Regions from separate parts of the Salvelinus alpinus genome. Here region 1 is linked to region 2. Evidence: chromatin contacts called from public Hi-C data. All regions are on one chromosome and are shown on one strand. Each heading gives the region's core, a stretch centred on a gene start, on an enhancer-like site or on the middle of the called end of the contact. The rest is flanking DNA. Distances are from core to core; before and after follow the strand shown. Region 1 holds the start of d2hgdh (D-2-hydroxyglutarate dehydrogenase). Region 2 holds the start of yju2 (YJU2 splicing factor homolog).

What was found. A called contact is a pair of places that touch in the nucleus more often than the background predicts.
Region 1: a Hi-C map of red muscle shows a contact between it and region 2, with 7 times the contacts expected there. The contact joins the promoter of d2hgdh here to the promoter of yju2 in region 2. A contact is called at or near these places in 2 of 3 Hi-C or Micro-C datasets (muscle and red muscle).

What each region holds. Positions count from the first base shown.
Region 1 is chr38:1,244,166-1,251,038 of SLU_Salpinus.1, reverse strand. d2hgdh (D-2-hydroxyglutarate dehydrogenase) reads right to left here and starts at 5,197. Exons shown (of 10, transcript XM_071387090.1): 1 at 4,783-5,197; 2 at 3,938-4,304; 3 at 3,608-3,665; 4 at 3,345-3,484; 5 at 2,996-3,189; 6 at 2,727-2,895; 7 at 2,383-2,526; 8 at 2,122-2,264; 9 at 1,797-1,962; 10 at 557-1,628. The coding sequence starts at 4,283. The coding sequence ends at 1,366. LOC139566196 (a long non-coding RNA gene) reads right to left here and starts at 5,969. Exons shown (of 2, transcript XR_011673069.1): 1 at 5,758-5,969; 2 at 5,390-5,584.
Region 2 is chr38:1,089,950-1,096,332 of SLU_Salpinus.1, reverse strand. It overlaps yju2 (YJU2 splicing factor homolog), which reads left to right and starts at 4,553. Exons shown (of 8, transcript XM_071387304.1): 1 at 4,553-4,765; 2 at 5,217-5,317; 3 at 5,905-6,049; 4 at 6,149-6,283. The coding sequence starts at 4,742. ebi3 (Epstein-Barr virus induced 3) reads right to left here and starts at 2,892. Exons shown (of 3, transcript XM_071387262.1): 1 at 2,839-2,892; 2 at 2,477-2,626; 3 at 2,162-2,333. The coding sequence starts at 2,892. The coding sequence ends at 2,184. It overlaps odf3l2a (outer dense fiber of sperm tails 3-like 2a), which reads left to right. Exons shown (of 6, transcript XM_071387495.1): 2 at 58-168; 3 at 387-500; 4 at 678-804; 5 at 896-1,082; 6 at 1,668-1,953. The coding sequence ends at 1,826.

The sequences.
Region 1 (6,873 bases), core at 3,948-6,447, 150 kb before region 2:
GCTGTCAAGGCCAGTTTTATTTTGGCAGAAGAGATCGCTAAATCAGCCCGGCCATTTACGGAGGGGGATTTCATCAAAAACTGCATGATTAAAGTTTGTGACGAAGTTTGCCCAGAAAAAAGGCAACTCTTTTTAAATGTGAGTCTGAGCAGAAACACCATTGCCGTAGGTTTTCAGTAGGTTCAATTAGGTTCACTAGACTATATGCGTCATTTAAAAATTTTTCAATGAACATTCGAACAGTCCGGCCCTCGGCTTGTAGCTAAATTTTTTATTTGGCCCTCCGTCCATTTGACTTTGACACCCCTGCACTAGAGTGAAAGCACCGCCAGCATTCAAAAATGACCAAAACATCAGCCAGGAAGCATAGGAACTGAGAAGTGGTCTGTGGTCACCACCTGCAGAACCACTCCTTTATTGGGGGTGTCTTGCTAATTGCCTATAATTTCCACCTTTTGTCTATTCCATTTGCACAACAGCATGTGAAATGTATTGTCAATCAGTGTTGCTTCCTAAGTGGACAGTTTGATTTCACAGAAGTGTGATTGACTTGGAGTTACATTGTGTTGTTTAAGTGTTCCCTTTATTTTTTTGAGCAGTGTATTTTACATGTAATAAAACAATATCTGCACTGTTACCGAACACCATCTGCTGTCTTCAATTCTGATGGTAAATAATAAACTGATTAGGTAAAAAATATAAATCAGCTCTATTTACAATGAATTTACACAGATTATACATATTATACTTACATTAGAAGTTGATCAGACACTTGTACAATGAGAGAACTATGGCCACGGTTAGCCCCCTAATCAGACAGGTCTACTGTGGCCTCATCAGTGCAGGTTGGAGTTGAGTATCAGAGGTAGTTCACTAGGGCCGGGATTCAATCCGATCACGGATTTGGACAATGCACCACTTAAAAGGTAATTTCCGATTGAGCAGACATATGCAGGGTATACTATGAATGTGGTCTGTGAACTCGTAAACATTGCCTTTAAAACGTGCACTGCCGACAAAGCGCGATCAGATTGAATCCTAACCTAGACAAGCCTTACAGTATCTTTACACAACAATAACACCCTACCAGAGACCTGGGCCCAGATTCACAAAACACTTCTTATGCAAAACAAGTAAGACATTTCTTGTTAAGAAGGTTTTGTGAATCTGGGCTCTGGAGTCAGCAGTGGAGGTGTTCTGAGTCTGTAGTCTGGAGGGGGGTTTGGATCAGGGTTAATTGATTTCATCAGGTATGGTCGTGCAGGGTGAAAGGTGAAAGGTCAACTGGTAGTGTCTTATGAGAGTTGAGTCAAGGTCAGGTCAGGTGTTTAAGTTATTAAGTTAATCAGGTAAGGAGCAATATGGTCATTGCAGGTCGTCCGGCAGGGTCTTATAAGGGTTGAGAATGCCTTTGGGGTCTAACATAGTCTTAATGTTCCCCATCAGAGCGACAGCCAGGCTGGCTTTACTGTAGTAAATATAGTTCCTCTTCTTCAGGCCCAGGCCGTGCTCTGCGCTGATGCTGCCCTGGAAACGGGCCGTCCACTCATAGACAAAGGGTTCGATGGACGCCAGGAGGTTGGGGTCTTTAGTAGGAGAGGTGATGTTCAGGTGGAGGTTACCATCACCTGGTGGGAGGAGAGGACACACACAGAGTCAGGCACACACACACACACACACACACACACACACACACACACACACACACACACACACACACACACACACACACACACACACACACACACACACACACACACACACACACACACACACACACACACACACAGTCTTACCAACGTGTCCGTATCCCACCACACTCTTGGCCCTGTCTCCCAGGTGTTCTCTCATATCTGTGACCAGCTGGTAGATCCGTTCCACAGGAAGTGAGATGTCGTATTTATATGTGAAACCATCATGAGTTAAAGCCTCTGTTACCCGCTCACGCAGTGACCAGAGAGCCTAAACACACACAGGAACACACACACAGGAAAACACACACAGGAACACACACACAGGAACACACATTGAGGCAACGTGTCTTGCATCCTCCAATGTTTTATCATTCTTTTTAATTATTCTCTTTTATTTGATATCAACATATTCAAAAATGAAAGTCACCTTGATTTTGGCCTCCTCCGTTGCTACGGTCCCGTCGATAACCTGGGATGATGTCATGGCCTCCTCCAGAAACTGGTGCAACTTCTCCTCATCGTGGGTGGGGTTAGAGCCGGACGTTTCTATGACGATGTAGAACGGACAGTCTGCGGAACAAAGTAGGAAATAGATAGGAGGCTTTGAACCAATCAGAGTTAGAATTACTCAAACGAACAATTACTAGAACGTTCAAAAGCATTAGAAAATCTGTGTGTGTGTGTGTACCTGTGATAGGGTTAGCCAGTTTCAGGTGTGTGTTCAGTAGTCTCATACACTCTCTGTCCAGGAACTCAAAGGCTGAGAGGATCTCTCCCAGCATGCCTCTACACCGCTGGAAGGTCTGCAGCAGCTGCTCAAAACTCTCACAGCCTGGACACACACACACGATTATATCATCACATTAAATTGTCATGACGATCATCTCACAGAAGAAACACATCACATGCGTCATATATTGGACTGCGTGAAAGTGTGTAAACATAAATAAGTCAAAAGGAGGATGCATATGTGACATCAGATGATCACCAGTTACAAGGTCATGAGGGGTCATGAGGTCAGGTCACACCCACCCAGGAAGGCCACGTTGACGGCTTTAGGTTTCCGTGGACACAGGATGGTTACGGCGGTGATGACCCCCAGCGTGCCCTCTGACCCGATGAACAGCTGTTTGAGGTCATATCCTGTGTTGTCCTTCCTCAGGGTGGCTAGGCAGTCCAGGACCCTCCCGTCTGCTAGCACCTACACACAAATACACACACACAGAGTATTGGTGCTGTCCTTTATAGTTAGTTGAATTTCAAAAGGCATAGCCCCCTGTCTCCCCCCCTCCCCTACTGACCACCTCTAGTCCTAATACTGTCCCTCGTAGGGATCCGTAGCGTAGCAGCCTCAGTCCTCCAGCGTTAGTGGCTACGTTGCCTCCTATATGGCAGCTTCCCTTTGCCCCCAGGTCCAGAGGCATGATGTAGTCCCTGTCCTCTAGGTAAAGAGACAGGCTCTCCAAAACACAACCTGCTTGGCATGACAGAATACCTAGCAGGAGAGGAAGAGAGAGAGGGGTGAGTCTGGCTCAACTGGATTGGACTGTAAAACACTAGGGCAAAACTTTGATAATTGGAACAGGAAATTTGACGTGTAACTGACCAATGAATACTGACAGTAACCCTAGAATTACAGACGATACTGACCGGAGACAGAGTCGAAGTTGATGACATTGTTCATGAGAGCGGTAGAGAGGATGATCTCATCATAGACAGGAACACTGCCTCCAACCAGCCCTGTGTTACCACCCTGAGGACTCACTGCCAGGTTACGACTGTTACAGTACCTACAGGAGAAACACAACACAACACAACATTAGAACACAGGAACACTGCCTCCTACCAGTCATGTAACACTACAACAGTAGAGGAAACCTGGCTTCATGAAGTAGAAGACTGGAGAATAATACCCAAGGATCTGAGAAACTTCCTCTGTAGTCTGGGGCCTCAGCAGAACCTCACTGAAACCTACACAGACAGAGAGAGAAGATCAACACATCGACTCAATACAACAATAACAAGTACATAAACAGTTCCTAACAACCCTACAGAGGAGACAAAGATAGCAAGCTCTTTCCTCCACAATCTCCCTCCTCTGACCGATCTTCCTACATTTTAGTTATTTAGCAGACACTCTTATCCACAGTGACTTAAAGTAGTGAGTGCATACATTTTCATATTTGTTTTTACTATTTGTTTCTCTCGCTCGCTCTCTCCCTCCCCCTCTCTTTTTTTCTCACCTCTCACTGACTTGAGCCAGTCCACATTACAGGCCTCCAGTATATCTGGGTCAGTGATGGTCCTGCCTGGTATTATCTTGCTGAAGAAGGCCAGGTCCTCTGGAGTTACCCTGGAGAAAGGCCTCCTCTCTGGGGCAGCCGTGGGTGACGGGGTGGGTCTCTCTTCCCCAGCATGGAGCTCCCGACAGCAGACGCCACAAGACCCAGGCCTGGGTGTCTGGAGCAGGCTGCTGCTGAAACCTGGGGGTAAAGTTCTGACTACGGCTGGAGGTGAGGCAGTGCTGAGGGGACTCATCCACCTAAGAGCAGTTCTCAGACGCAACCTTCTGTGGAGGAGACCAGCCATGGCTGGGACGAGAGCGGATGCCTAGAGTGGATGGGGAGGGATACTTAGTTATATTGCAAAGTGTATTATGTGGATGTTTTACATGCACTGACTTTAATTTAAATTTGACAAATTATTCCTGCATAACTAAAACCAATAATATAACTACACAATCTAATTTTGTAAATCTAACCACAATCTAATGGTTTAAACACACACACACACACACAACAGTAAGCTAGTGCCATGCAACAATGCCATGCTTCCCCTTGTTAACCCAAGTGGTGCTTTTCTTAGGCACTGCATCTCAGTGCGTGAGGCGTCACTACAGACACCCTGGTTCGAATCCAGGCGAATCCAGGCTGTATCACAACCGGCCGTGATTGGGAGTCCCATAGGGCGGCGCACAATCGGCCCAGCGTCGTCCGGGTTTGGCCGGTGTAGGCCGTCATTGTAAATAAGAATTTGTTCTTAACTGACTTTCCTAGTTCATTAAAGGTTAAATAAAAACATACTGTACCTGTCGTGTTTGTGCTTTTCTTAGCTTCTTAGAATGTGCACCATTCTCATTAGATGAACGACGTTTTCCTTGAAAGCAACAGCACTGCAACTTTAGATCAGACTTGTTATGACATGGGCTATTATTAGCTAACTAGTTAGCAACTAACGTTATACGTCAACCACTGAAAAATACAAGATGTGGCTATAGCTAGCTAACGTTACTTCGTATAACGTTTGCTACCAACCAATCTGGGAACGTTGTTGGATGCAAGTGTCTCTATTAATGTCGTATAATGTCGCAAATATAGCTATCTGTCACAAAGTTCAAGGGCAGATTAAACTACAACGTCAAGATTGTTGTGGTCAATCAATTGTTTACATCCAGGACAGCTAGCTAGGAACCTAGTACGTAAGAACAAGTGGGAGGTCAGGACCGTTTTGCTGAAAACACAGTTCTGAGGAGGTGCAACACAAAAAGGGTATTTCCGGGTTTTAATAAAGTAAAAGCACAATAAAAGTTTGTCTGATAAAAACGCTCCTAAAACGTTAGAATAATATTTTGTTTTATTATATAACATTTCAATGGCCACTGTTCTATGAATGATATCTGGGTATAACAAAACAAATCATAACAAAGGCAAGCTTTTATTTTATCAGCAGTTCATTTTCTGAATTTGATAATAAATGAGTCCCCCTAGGCAGACAAGGTTGGGTTGCATACCTCCCATAATGTTAATGTTCAGCTCACTCCTTTTGACCTAAAATCTTCTGGTCCTTGATGGAGTCCATGATGCCATGTAACCTAACAAGGTTCCCATGGCCTTTGGAAGTAAAAGAGTGTGGATTAGGTTACTTTCTGCATGGCCATGGCACTTTTTACGCCAAACCCACCTCTGGTGTTTGTTGGCAAAAATCTCAATTTTAGTCTCATCAGATCATAGAAACTGGTTCCAATCATAGTTCCAATGACATTTAGCCAGCTCCAGCTGCTTACGTTTGTGGTTTGGTGACAGCAGAGGCTTTCTTCTGGCAACCCTTCCAAATAACTTGTCTAATTGTAGTTTTGGAGACTTGATGACCCCAAGATGTAACCAACTTCTGCAATTCTCCAACTGTGATCCTTGGAGATTTTTGTAGCCACTTGAACCATCCTTCTCACTGTGCGTGGGGGCAAAATACACTTGCGTCCTCTTCCAGGAAGGTTCATCACAGCTCCAGGTGTTTTACATTTCTTAATTATTGCCCTATTAGTGGAGATGGGTATTTTCAGGCGTGTAGCTATCTACATTACCCCAGACGACAGTAGTTCATTTGACTATGGATGAGAGATTATGAGATTTGTTTTAGAATTTTCTCTACCATCCCAAATGTATAAGCACTGGTAATGGCTTTACCATTCCCTCTGATAGGCTATGTTGGCCACATTACACCTATATCTCCCTGTACACCTATCCAATACTTTCAAGATGTAGGAGTGCTTAGTGTTTATACTGTGTTATACAGTATGCCTTGCAGTCGAGGGATCTTTACGGTACGCATGCTGGTAGAGAAATAAGATGTGTTGGATGTGTAATTATCTAGGCCTAAAACACTTGATTGAAGAGTAGGTTAAATCAAATCAAATGTTATTTGTCACATGCGCCGAATACAACAGGTGTAGTAGACCTTACAGTGAAATGCTTACTTACAAGACCTTAACCAACAATGCTTTAAGATGTTTTAAGAAAAAAAACTGTTAAGTAAAAATGTTTAAATAAAAGTAACAAATAATTCATCAGCAGCAGAAAAATAACAATAGCGAGGTTATATACAGTGGGCACCGGTACAGAGTCAAAGTGCGGGGGCACAGGTTAGTCGAGATACTTGAGGTAATATGTACATGTTGGTAGAGTTAACGTAGCTATGCATAGATAATAGACAGAGAGTAGCAGCAGAGTTAAAGAGGGGTCTGGGTAGCCCATTGATTAGCGTTTCAGGAGTCTTATGGCTTGGGGGTAGATGCTGTTGGCTGTGTCGCTGAATTCTTGCATTCTAGTTCAATAAATTATTAATTAAGGAAATCAATATCAGCTGACTATAGAACCTGCCAACAGTGCCTATTGTTAAAAAC
Region 2 (6,383 bases), core at 3,304-5,803:
TTACATGACTGGAAAATAAACATGATCATTATCATCACCATCATTACTTGTTGCTAGGGCCAGGCCCCGGTCGCTATGCTCTCCCTCCAACCATTGGCTACATCAACCATGACCTCACCAAGCCCAGTAGCCCCGCCTACACCTTCCACAGACGTATGAGCAGCAGCAGTAAGTCTCTGAGGTCAATCTCAGTCTCTTTGCCTATTTCTCTTGTATGGTGAGTAGTAGACCTTATTCACACCGTTTCCATAAGGATTCACACTCCAGGCTAGTAGGGCAGGAAGCAGAAGTCTATGGAAAGTACTGCTGACATTTTCCTCAAGTTTGACCTTTAAATTCACCTTTGATCTTTGTTATTATGAATTATTGTGCGTTCTTCTCCACAGTGGTCTCTGTGGATTGCAGTCCAGGACCCCAGTACCACATCGATGCCAAGATGACCCGGTTTGGCCGCGTCGGTACCCCTTCTTACTCCATGCTAGGCAGGGCAAGACGCGCCGGTGAGACTAGCTACTCCCTGAATCAGATAAATTGTTCAATCAAACTCTATTACCCCAGTGGGCATTTGTTGCTGGACATTCCTTACATTCTCTCTCTATCTCTCTCTCTCTCTCTCCTCCCCTCTCTCCCCCCCCCCTCTCTCTCACCCCCCCTCTCTCCATCACTCTCACTTCTAGCTGACCTCTTCCAGACTCCAGGTCCAGGTGCCTACAGCCCAGAGAAACCTCATCTCAGACCTCCCTCCTACACTATTGGCTCTCGGTCACGCTACCGTATAATGGATTCTGTGCCCGCCCCTAACCGGTACAAATGAAAGAGAGAGAGACAGTGAGAATAGGGAGAGGGGGTAAAGAGGGACCCTATATCATTCATATCATTCTAATCATCCTCCCAGGTACACCCTCCCTAACCTGCTGGGTTCCCAGGTGCCCCACAAGCCGTCCAGTGCCAGCTACAGCCTGGCGGGACGCAGACAGGTTGGCGCTCCATCAGAAGACCTGTCCATGACCCCTGGACCAGGACGCTACAACAGTACTGACCCCAGCGTCTACCTCACACGACAGCCGTCCTTCTCTATGCAGGTTTATAGCTTTATCTTATATTTATGTAGGTATTTATTGTATTTATTTATTTATTTTGCTCCTTTGCACCCCATTATTTCTGTCTCTACTTTGCGCTTTCTTCCACTGCAAACCAACCATTCCAGTGTTTTTAGTTTTTATTTTACTTGCTGTGTTGTATTTACTTCGCCACCATGGCCTTTTTTTATATTTTTATTTATTTATACATATATTTGTTTGCCTTCACCTCCCTTATCTCACCTCACTTGCTCACATTGTATATAGACTTATTTTTTCACTGTATTATTGACTATATGTTTGTTTTACTCCATGTGTAACTATGTGTTGTTGTATGTGTCGAACTGCTTTGCTTTATCTTGGCCAGGTCGCAATTGTAAATGAGAACGTGTTCTCAATTTGCCTACCTGGTTAAATAAAGGTTAAATAAATAAAAATAAATAAAAAATGTAATTAGCTTTTTAGCTATTTATTTATTTACAATTGAATATTTTGTATAGTATTTTCTTGCATATATCTTCCTCTAAACTAGAGTATTGGGATGTTTCCCTTAAAATAAAGTTGGATGTGATTTTAATTTTGATTCAGAGCCGGACCACCCGGCCCAACGATCAGTCTCAGAAGCCTGGGCCAGGGACCCACAGCCCGGAGAAGGTCCTGCTCCACCTCCCCAGACCTCCTGCCTTCTCCCTGGGCATCAGACACTCGGAGTTCATTACTCCTCTGGTGGTGGTTGTTTCCGACTGATTTTTATTGTTTGTGTTTGTGGAAATGCTGGAGTCAGTTCTGAGTTAAATACCACTGTGTTGTTTTAATGAGCATATTTAGCACAATGTTGGAAAAGTGCGTCACAAATAGAGTGTTTTTATTATCATTGTTAAGCCAAGTTGTGGATCTATGGGTGTGACCTGTGTTGATCTATGTGTGGGATCGCTGTGTGTGTGTGTATGTGTATGTGTGTGTGTGTGTGTGTGTGTGTGTGTGTGTGTGTGTGTGTGTGTGTGTGTGTGTGTGTGTGTGTGTGTGTGTGTGTGTGTGTGTGTGTTTGTGTGTGTGTGTGTGTGTGTGTGTGTGTGTGTTATCTCAGTGTGTACATGTGGTTGTTCAGTGTGCAGGCATAGTGACAGTGATAGGTAGGCTCCAGTCACTGCTCTGTCCCAGCCCCATCAGTTCCATGGAACACACCTGAACTAGATAAGACCTCCCAGGAGACAGGCCTGGTAGAACTTTCTTGGTGTCCTCAAACGGATCGAACTACAGAGAGAAGGAGAGAGAGAAAGGGAGCCAGAGAGATCGAGAGTGAGAGGGGGGAGGAGAGAGAGAGCGTGAGAAAAGGAGAGAAAGACAGTGTCACACACACACACACACACAGACACATTATAAGAGTCTGCACTCACAGTGATCTCATGTGGGGTATCCTTGTTGTCCCAGTGGTATCTGACTTGGTACTTCAGGGGGAAGAGGGTGTGGTCAGACCAGGAAGGGGGAGGGGCCCACTTCACTAACAGCTTCCCTGGAACGGCTTGCAAGGTCACATTCACGGGGGTCTGGCTTCACAGCTGGAGTTTGATACCAAAGACTCTATATTCTATCCTCCCTGTGTAAATAGTGACTTGGATCAGGCGGACCCACCCCAGCCCTCACATCTTGACCAAACCCAAACTGTGGAGTACAGAGAGATGGACACTCTACCTATCATCACAACTGAAGAGATCAAAACAGAAGCTGATGGAGAGGGCTACAGAGTACCAGAACCAACTAGTGACTCACAGCCTGTCAATAAATCCAGACTGTTCTGCAAGGGAGAAACCATGTCGATGTAAAGACTGTGGTAGAGGCTTCTACAATAATATAGGCTTGACTAATCATATGAGGATACACACAAGGGAAAAATCGTTTCGCTGCGAAGACTGTGGCAAATGTTTCAATAACAAAGGAATCTTAAATTGGCCATGCAAGATCTCACACAGGGGAGAAATCTTATTGGTGCAAAGACTGTAGCAAATGGTTTGGCAACAAAGGAAACTTGACCATGCATATAAAAAGTACACACGGGTCTAGAGAGGAGAAGTCTTATCAGTGTAAAGACTGTGGCAAATGCTTCAACAAGAAGGCAGAATTTACTAGACATAAGAAATTACATGCAGCGAAAATTTATCGGTTTAAAGACTGTGGCAAATGTTTCAGCACAAAGGTTTACTTAATCAGACATACAAAGCTACACTCAGGAGAAAATCCTTATCACTGTAAAGACTGTGGCCAATGTTTCAACCGTAAGGAAAACTTGACCCTCCATACAATATCTCCCACGGGAGAAATCTGACAGTTGTAAAGAATGTGGCAAGTGATTCAACAAGATGGGAAATTTGACCGTGCACATGAGATCTCACACAGGGGAGAAATCATATCAGTGCAGAGACTGACAAATGTTTTCCTTATAGGACAGGCTTGATAATGCATACCATGATACACAAAGGGAAGAAATCATTTTGCTGTAATGACTGTGGCAAATGCTTCAGACAGACAGCAGCTCTGGGGAGACATATTAAAGGTTGTCACAGCAAGTAGAGAAAATGTTTTAACTGTAAGGATCATTTGACTGACCGTACAGTATTGCACACACGGGTGAAATCATATGGATGCATAGTCTGTGGATAATGCTTGAATCACAGTGTGCTCTTTCGGGCTCCCGAGTGGCGCAGTGGTCTAAGGCCCTGCATCTCATGCTTGAGTGTTTTTTTTTTACAGCAATACAATTCATTTCCTGTATTTAACATCATATGCTTGGTCAATTTTATTTATTTGGTTCGATTCCAGGCTGTATCACAACTGGCCGTGATTGGGAGTCCCGGGTTTGGCCAGTGTAGGCTGTCATTGTAAATAATAATTTGTTCAAAACTGACTTGCCTACTTAAAGTTTAAATAAAAACATGTAAATAAAATTGACCAAGCATATGATGTTAAATACAGGAAATGAATTGTATTGCTGTAAAAAAAAACACGCTGGCAAATGTTTCAGTTGCTCAATAGCTTTCAGGTATCCTGTATGAAATAAAAGCCTTATCACAATGAGCCATTTAAAAGATCTTCAGGTCTGTTTTTATTCACGCTATAAACAACATTTATATTGTCGCAATCCTCGCTAATAGAGCCACCTTACAATTCCCACCAAGTAGGTTAACCCTGTTGGAAAAATGCAGTAGCGTGATTGCCTTTCACGCCAGCAACTCAGGTTCTATTCCCGTTCCCTCAGTTCACAAAAATATTTTATTACGTTTTTCTTATTAATGGATGTCATTCTGAAATCCTCTCTCTTATGATGGCAAATGTAATCCATAATTTATAATATTGCTGTGATGCAGATCCATGTTGACACTCTATTCCGTAGATAACGTAGTAGGGACTCAACCCCACGTTCATGGACACATTTTAAATTAAAATATAAATCATTAAACAATATTTATAGATTGAGTAATATTAAATGCGTGTTTTTCTACATGAGCGACTTTTATTATGAAGGCTGGACCTACCCCGGAAGCGGAAAGGATTTTCTGCTTTTCTCAAACATCGCATTACAGCAGGCTAGCGATCTCTTTAGCTAACATTATCACAGTTTATCCTTCCATTTCGTCGCTAAAGTTAGGTTTTATTTCCAATTAAGAATGTCAGAAAGAAAAGTTTTAAACGTAAGTACAATTCTTATTTACTATGTCTTGATTTATTCTCAATTCGCTGAAAACGGGCAGTTGTTTAGCGAATGCAATGTTTGCTAGCAAGCTGCGTGTTGCTAATCAGGCTTGGCCATTGAAGCAAACACTTTTTGCTTCAATGTTACACAATAGTAGTAGCACAATAGTAGTAGCTAGCTCAATACGCTTAGCTAGCTATGTAGCTAGTAGTCGTACTCATTGTAACTAACTAACTATGTTTCCTGTCTATCGTTCCTTATGAGGATATACTGATATAGAGCAGGCTCTTGCTGTAAACGTTGAATGTTGTCATCTCTTTATGTGAATTGTGTTTGTCTAATTCTTGTATGTTTTCCTCTCGTTGTTGTAGCTACTGACTGATAAAGGCAATGTGAATCAGATATTTCGTAGTTAAATTACACTGCTGACTGTGTTCGTTCTCCTGTAGAAATACTACCCGCCAGATTTCGACCCGGCTAAAATACCCAAACTCAAGCTCCCTAAAGACAGGCAGTATGTGGTCCGGCTGATGGCTCCCTTCAACATGAGGTATGTCAACACTCTACAACCCTGCCCAGAAACAGGTACCATGAGGTGTGAGTGAATGAATGCGTGTGTGTGCTCTGTCCCTGCGTGTGTGTGCTCTGTCCCTGCGTGTGTGTGCTCTGTCCCTGCGTGTGTGTGTGCTCTGACCCTGTCCCTGCGTGTGTGTGTGCTCTGACCCTGTCCCCGCGTGTGTGTGTGCTCTGTCCGTGTGTGTGTGTGTGCTCTGACCCTGTCCCTGCGTGTGTGTGTGCGCGCGCTCTGACCCTGTCCCTGCGTGTGTGTGCTCTGACCCTGTCCCTGCGTGTGTGTGCTCTGACCCTGTCCCTGCGTGTGTGTGCTCTGACCCTGTCCCTGCGTGTGTGTGCTCTGACCCTGTCCCTGCGTGTGTGTGTGCTCTGACCCTGTCCCTGCGTGTGTGTGTGCTCTGACCCTGTCCCTGCGTGTGTGTGTGCTCTGACCCTGTCCCTGCGTGTGTGTGTGCTCTGACCCTGTCCCTGCGTGTGTGTGTGCTCTGTCCCTGCGTGTGTGTGCTCTGACCCTGTCCCTGCGTGTGTGTGCTCTGACCCTGTCCCTGCGTGTGTGCCTTGCAGGTGTAAGACTTGTGGGGAGTACATTTACAAGGGGAAGAAGTTCAACGCCCGTAAGGAGACTGTGATGAATGAGCTCTACATGGGACTGCCCATCTTCCGCTTCTACATCAAGTGTACACGATGCCTGGCCGAGATCACCTTTAAGGTAAATTTGTTTCTGCACGTGTGTCTGTAAACTGAGTCATAAAACACAAACTACGTCTTAGAACAGTGTGTGTACTCACCCAGTGTGTGTTGTCTGCAGACTGATCCGGAGAACACAGACTATGCCATGGAACACGGAGCCACAAGGAACTTCCAGGCGGAGAAACTTCTAGAGGAGGAAGAGAAGAAGATAACTAAGGACAGAGAGGAGGAAGAGTTGAACAACCCTATGAAGGTATATCTAGAGAAACAGTGCTGGAGAACCTGACAGACTGATGATATGTTCTCTACCAGGTTTCTGGAGAACCGTAACGATGTTGTGTTGAAGAGCCGTG